Regions from separate parts of the Mus musculus genome. Here region 2 is linked to region 1. The links are chromatin contacts, called in public promoter capture Hi-C maps. All regions are on one chromosome and are shown on one strand. Each heading gives the region's core, a stretch centred on a gene start, on an enhancer-like site or on the middle of the called end of the contact. The rest is flanking DNA. Distances are from core to core; before and after follow the strand shown. Region 1 holds the start of E4f1 (E4F transcription factor 1). Region 2 holds the start of Syngr3 (synaptogyrin 3).

The links. Promoter capture Hi-C pulls out the DNA fragments that hold promoters and counts their contacts.
Region 2: a contact with region 1 is called in a promoter capture Hi-C map of hematopoietic stem and progenitor cells, with 4 times the contacts expected there. The contact joins the promoter of Syngr3 here to the promoter of E4f1 in region 1. A contact is called at or near these places in 17 of 39 promoter capture datasets (the 3T3-L1 cell line, the HPC-7 cell line, HPC-7-derived erythroid cells and 12 more), 5 of 484 Hi-C or Micro-C datasets (B cells, bone marrow-derived macrophages and embryonic stem cells), 20 of 115 datasets of contacts at active chromatin or transcription factors (the 230-238 cell line, the HPC-7 cell line, bone marrow-derived macrophages and 10 more) and 3 of 9 other capture datasets (adipose tissue, liver and pancreatic islet).

Annotation. Positions count from the first base shown.
Region 1 is chr17:24,453,621-24,457,001 of GRCm38.p6, reverse strand. It overlaps E4f1 (E4F transcription factor 1), which reads left to right and starts at 1,610. Exons shown (of 14, transcript NM_001301784.1): 1 at 1,610-1,867. The coding sequence starts at 1,714.
Region 2 is chr17:24,688,229-24,691,609 of GRCm38.p6, reverse strand. It overlaps Syngr3 (synaptogyrin 3), which reads left to right and starts at 1,661. Exons shown (of 4, transcript NM_011522.3): 1 at 1,661-1,889. The coding sequence starts at 1,791.

The sequences.
Region 1 (3,381 bases), core at 361-2,860:
ACTCACTTTCTGTTTCTCTCTCTTCTCCCCCTTCTCTTATGTCTTAGGCTGGCTTTGAACTCCCTATTTAGCTAAGGATCATCCCCCAAATGTTGGGATTAACCTGAGATACTCTGTTCATTTTTTATTTTATTTTATTCATTTTGTGCTTGATAGGTGAGCTGGCTACCAAAATGAGCTACAGTCAGTACAGGTTTTGATGATGAAAATGTTCTAGAACTAAGTCAGGCATATTCCCAGCACCAAGTTACCGGGGCCACCGAGTTACTGGCCACAGGGAGCTACAAAGCCAGACCCTGTCTCAAATCGACCAATGAACCAATCAGTTAACCAATTTTGGTGATAAGCGCTCAACTCAGTCGGTGTACTAAATGTCACAAATGGTCACTTTTATGTATACTTTTCAATACTTTTCATATACCGAATAAAAGTCTTGGGGCTGGCTCGCTGGCTCAGTGGGTAAGAGCACTGACTGTTCTGAAGGTCCTGAGTTCAAATCCCAGCAACCACATGGTGGCTCACAACCACCTGTAATGAGATCTGACGCCCTCTTTTGTTGTGTCTGAAGACAGCTACAGTGTACTTATAATAAATAATCTTTGGGCCAGAGTGAGTACAGACTGAATGAGCGAGGTTGACTAGAGCAAGCAGAGGTCCTAAATTCAATATCCAACAACCACATGAAGGCTCACAACCATCTGTACAGCTACAGTGTACTCCTATACATAAAATAAATCTTTACAAAAAAAGTCTTTGGAAAGGAGCACTCGAACTATCTCCAAATGGAGTTCTTTCTCATGCCCAGGAAATTCTGACATTGCAACCCAGGTCTGAGTCCAGGATTCTATATTGGGTAGCAACCCTAAAGAGTTCAGATTCTCTGGGCGGCTAAGAACACATTGGCTGTGTATCTAGGTTCATTTCCCAACACCTACATGTAACTTCATCTGTAATTCCAGTTCCAGGTCAGACACCCTCTTCTGGGCCCCACGGGCGCTAGGCATGCACGTGGTGCACAGACATGTATGCAGACAAACCATACTACATTAAAAAAACAAAACAAAAAAGTGAGAGAAGGGGTTGGAGAGATGGCTCAGCGGTTAAGAACACTGACTGCTCTTTTGAAGGTCCTGAGTTCAAATTCCAGCAACCACATGGTGGCTCACAACCACCTGTAAAGAGATCTGACGCCCTCTTCTGATGCGTCTGAAGATAGCTACAGTGTACTTAATGAATAAATCTTTAGGCCTGAGCGAGCAGGGACTGAGCAAGTGGAGTTGACCTGAGCAAGTGGGGCAACCAGAGCAACCGGAGCAAGCAGAGGTCCTAAAAATTCAATTCCCAACAACCATATGAAGGCTCACAACCAGCTGTACATGTACTCATATACATAAAGTAAATAAATCTTTTTTTAAAAAAGTGAGAGAAAGGGAGAGTTCTTACTCCACGGATAGTTCACTTTGGACCAAGTCCTGCCAATTTAACACAAGCCACGCCCACTTCCGCCCTGATGTCTGGCGCTGATGGCTCTCAAAGAGCCAAGCTCCACCTCTACTGACGCGCTAGACCGCAACCCATAGCCCCGCCTTTTTGCCTGTCCGTCAAATTCGTTTTTGTCCCGCCCCCTGCCTGTCGGACACGCAGCCCTCGGTGCGGCCCGTTGTTATGACGACATGGTCGTAAATCCGCCATCTTCCTGTGGCGCGTTGCGACATGGAGGGCGCGATGGCAGTGCGGGTGACGGCCGCTCATACGGCAGAAGCCCGGGCCGAAGCCGGGCGTGAAGCGGGCGAGGGCGGGGTTGCGGCGGCGGCGGCCTTGTCCTCCGGCGGCTTCCTTGGGCTCCCAGCGCCCTTCAGCGAGGAAGGTAACGAGCCTACCGAAGCCTGGTGCGGCCGGGGTGCGGGCGGCTCTGTCCGGGCTGCGGTGTACGGTCTCGCCCGGATCCTGGCTACTCGAGTGTCTGTAAACCTTCACAACTCTCACAGGTTTCCCTTCGGACTGCCTCTAACCCGTTGGGCCAGATGCAGAGGCTCACAGGGAGCCCATTTCTCCAGCCCCTTGGGGTCGATCTGGCCAAACAAACATCGCTCGCTCCTCTTCAGCGCCCATCAGCCCTAGCTTCTGCTTCTCCTCTGCCACTCGGGCCTTAGTTCGGGCGGAGCTGGAGACTGGAGGCGGGGCCGCTCTGTCAGACAGGGATTAGGGACCTGACCTGGGGAGGCGGCACCGCCCCACTGAGGACCTGGGCCTTCCCTACGGGGTGGAGCAACGCTTCCAAGAATGTGCGGAACACCCCCCGCTCAATCCGACTTGTACCATTACTTAAACCAAGCTCGAAAGGCGAACTATCATTACTACTATTCACTTCAGAGATGGAGATAATTGAGGTTCAAGGTCGTCCATCTGGTTCCTGTCAAGGATCAGATTGGAGCCGGGGCTGTAACTCCTCTCTTAAACCCTTTAATTTTTCCTAGGAGTATGGCAAAGAGTTAAAATCGTGTCTGTATGCCGAGGGCTGTGTTGGCACCAAGGATTACGTCTCTAGGTGCTGATATTTTTTAGAGGTGGTTTGGGTATCTCCTGTGCATTAGTTCCACGGAGCTGTAGATTTGATCAGACAGGAAGTGGTTTGACAAGTATTACTGGTATATTGCTGCTCTTTGTCATGAAAGAACTCAGTCCCACTGTAATTTTTTTTTCCCTTATTTCAGCTTGGAGAGAGTCAGTTACCGTCTCAGGGAACTCTTTGGAGTTTCTAGGTTTTTTGTTTGTTTGTTTGTTTGTTTGTTTGTTTGAGACAGTGTTTGTATAGTTCTGGCTGTCCTGGAACTCACTCTGTAGACCAGGTTGGCCTCGAACTCAAAAATCTGCTTGCCTCTGCTTCCCAAGTGCTGGGATTAAAGGCATGAGCCACCACTATCCAGCTGAGTTCCTGGTTTTTGTTTTTGTTTTTTAAAGACAGGGTCTCACTATGTAGATTTGGCTGGCCTTGAACTCACAGAGATGGTCCTGACTCAGTCTCCCCATTGCTGGGATAAAGGCATATGCTTGTAGGTTCTTGGGTCTACTTATGACATTGGTTCTCAGACTTCCTAATACTTCCATCCTTTAATACAGTTCCTTATATTCTGGAACTCCCAACCGGAAAGTTGTTTTGTTGCTACTTCATAACCGCAAGTTTGCTACTGTGCTGATTTGTAATGTAGATATTTGGTAGCAACCCCAAGGGGTCGGGACCCACCTGTTGAGAACCTCTGGTTTATGGTCTTAGTGTGAAATGGGATAGGTGTGTCCTTTTCTGGGTCAGGGACTCTTTGAGTATCAACATTTTGGTGCTGAGTCAGACTCTAAATGAGTGGGGTGGGAGGGGTAAGGCTC
Region 2 (3,381 bases), core at 412-2,911, 230 kb before region 1:
AGTCTACAGAGTTAGTTCCAGGACAGCCACGGCTACACAGAGAAGAGAAACCCTGTCTTGAAAAACCAAAAAAAAAAAAAAAAAAAAAAAAAGCTTCATTTTGTCCCTGTTCACAGAGCATCTGGGTCAAGACAAGCAGAACTTGTGTGAAGGAAGGTTATGGTTTGAGCTGGCATTTGAGAGCGGTCAGCACAGACAGAGGGATAAGTACTCAGCAATGAAAAAAGGTAAACAGCAGAAGTGTAAGCTCATGGGTGAACCGGAAGCAAACATTTCCAAAATGCAGGGTAGGGGCTTGGTTATACTGGGTTTTGAGGGAATGGAGGAAGAGGCACTAGAAATAGATGGGCAACAGCTTGAGTTTGCTGCTAAGGGAGACAGAAGTATGAGCACGAACTGTTTGTTTTGGTGATAATTGGGAATTTAAAACCCCATGCATGCTACTAGCTAAGCAGGCATTCTACCACTGAGCTCAATACTCAGCCCAGGAATGGTGTTTTTCAAAGAATATGCTGCATTGTTTGGGTGTTGATGAAAATGACGGAGGAGAAGGACAAAATGGGTGATCACACAGATCTGTTAATAGCTAAAGGAGATGGGATGGGATGCTCACCTGCATCCAACTAGACTGAAACAAGACAGACCAGAGCCAGTGGTTCCTCCAGCTACACTTTCCTCTGAAGAATGAACAACAGATCACACAAAGTAAAGTGTGTAGTCTCTATATGTGGGAGCTTTCCTTATACCCAGCTCTGGTCCCAGGAAGACAGAGATAGGTAACTGGGGCCTTACCCATGATCAACTACACCCTAGCTTCTGTGACCATGAAGGTGAAGCCATTCAGTCTCTTACCAGCCTGGCACTGAAAGAGCATCAAGTGGCTCTGTTAGTCAGGCTGTGGGGCAGAGGAATCCCAGCAGAGGTCAGGATAATTAGGCAACAGCTGGGACAAGATCTTATCTCTGGTAATTCTCCCCTCCCAGAACTCAGGATTAATTAGCTACAGATCAACCCAGACCAGAGATGGAAAGGGCTTTTGGAAGAAATGACTTGGCCTGAGGAGAACAGGCATGCTCAACCTTAACTTCTGCTGGCCACAGTGGACTCTGCTTCCCAGACAGTACCCCTGACAGTGACAGAACTGCCACTCTCCCCACCTGACCCTGTTAGGAAGGTACAACCTATGAAGAAAAAGCCAGAATACAGGGGACATGTGAGCCACAGACAACACAAGTGTGCACAACACCTCTGAGCTGAGCTTTTCTTGATTCAAGGGCTAGTGAGAACGCCCCGCCAGAGATTTACCTCTGGTCTTCTGAGGTTGAGGGCTCGTTCTCTCTTCCTGAATGTAAAGGTCAAGATGCTGGGCCTCAGTTTCCTCTTACATACTCACCAAAAGGCTCTCCTGATCAGAGAAGCAGGATGCTGCACTTGTCCTCCTGTCGATGCTCTTGGCTATGACAAAATCTGAGCTTACCTTCTCTTGCCCACCTCTAAACCCCATAAGGGCTTCGTTCTGTGTCTCTTGAGAATGTCCCTATCTCCAACTCTGTCATACGGGGGAGAGCGAGTGGGAAGGATCCAGGGCAGGGCTCAGACCCCGGCGCATGGACCTAGTCGGGGGCGCTGGCTCAGCCCCGCCCCGCGCGCCCCCGTCGCAGCCGACGCGCGCTCCCGGGAGGCGGCGGCAGAGGCAGCATCCACAGCATCAGCAGCCTCAGCTTCATCCCCGGGCGGTCTCCGGCGGGGAAGGCCGGTGGGACAAACGGACAGAAGGCAAAGTGCCCGCAATGGAGGGAGCATCCTTTGGCGCGGGCCGTGCGGGAGCTGCCTTTGATCCCGTGAGCTTTGCGCGGCGGCCCCAGACCCTGTTGCGGGTCGTGTCCTGGGTGAGTGGTCCCTAAGCTGGCCCCTTCCCTGTCCCCCGCCTCTCTTAGCATCCCTTATCCTCCACCCTCACCCACCCCCTGCCCATCGCCCCTCACCCTCCTCTCCGCCGGTCCCTCCCCCCACCCCCCGCCCGCAGGTTGGGGTGACGTCACATGGCTAGGCGCGCCCACCTGCGGGCGGGGGAAGGGACGGCGGCTGTTACCAATAGACCTTGAGAGGTCACCACTGGTCTCCCCCTGCCCTCAATTCCTCTTAAGGTCTAATACAGTCCCCTTCCTAGGTCTTTTCATTTTTCCGGTTCCCACGACCTGGAAGTAGGCACAGAGTTGCGGATGTAATTCTCCCAGTATATCAGGGACTTAATTCCACATGGAAGAGGGGGTATAGGAGCCAAGGAGAATGCGCAGTTTCTTCCCTTTGCCTGATAACATCCGCCAGGCTCATTTGGAGGGAGCGGTTCTTCCTAGATCCCTCAGGTCTAGCTGTGAGTTAAAGGAGCATAAGGAGGCTCCCTGCTGCTGTAGCTAGAAGGGGCTCATCTGGGAGGGCTTCCTGGAAATGGCATGGAAGCTAGAGACGGGGAGTAATCTATCTCATTAGCGAATGTCTTCCCTGTCCTAGGCATTTAGGAGATGGGTGCTAAGTTCTGGATTTTGGATTTTGTCCATCTGGGAGTCCTCTAATCTCCATGCCTGTCTTGAAAGAGGGCGGTTCCCAGGGTGGAGCCCCACCCCCACCCCCCAAGACCTCGTGGACTGAAGGAAGAACAGTCTCTGGTCCTGACTTGTGGATTGCTTTCAAGAAACATGAGCATGCTGTGGCGTTTTTCATGACTACATTATCAAGGAGTTTAGTTGAGAATTGTGGAATGATAGGAGTTGAGATGTTTCTTAGAAATGTCCTAGACGTCTGCACTAAAATGACTGTGGTTTGCTTCTGTCCTGCCTTGGAGAACTAGTTGGTGGGCAGAGGGTCCTGAGGTTGGCTCAAACCTTAGAGCCTCAATGCTCTTGACTGATATTATGATAACTGACTACTCACGGGAATCTATTCTGAAATGCCCACTATTGCTGGTGGACATTCTTGGACCCAGCATTCCAAACTAGGCTCCTTGACACCATGTGGGACACTGAGGAGCACACACACACACAGGTCCTGTGTGCAGAGGTCAGGTTCGAAAAGGGAAAGGCTTGTATATTTCTCTAGACAGCTGTCCCGTGACTTCACTCTCCACAGTGCACTGGCCCACCACAACCCTGGAAATCACTGATGTAGGTGAAGGCTCCTGCTTCCACGCTTCCAGTAAACTCTGGGAGGCCATAAGGTTCTAAGACCGGAGGAGTGACTGCCCTGAGAAGTACAGTGTGAACCCTTTATACTCCCTTATAAAGGGGATAAGAGTGGCACCTCTGATATTTTTGATTTAGATCACCTGTAACTAAGCTACAGTCTGCAGCTGCCATGTGGGTGCTGAGAAGTGAACACAGGTCC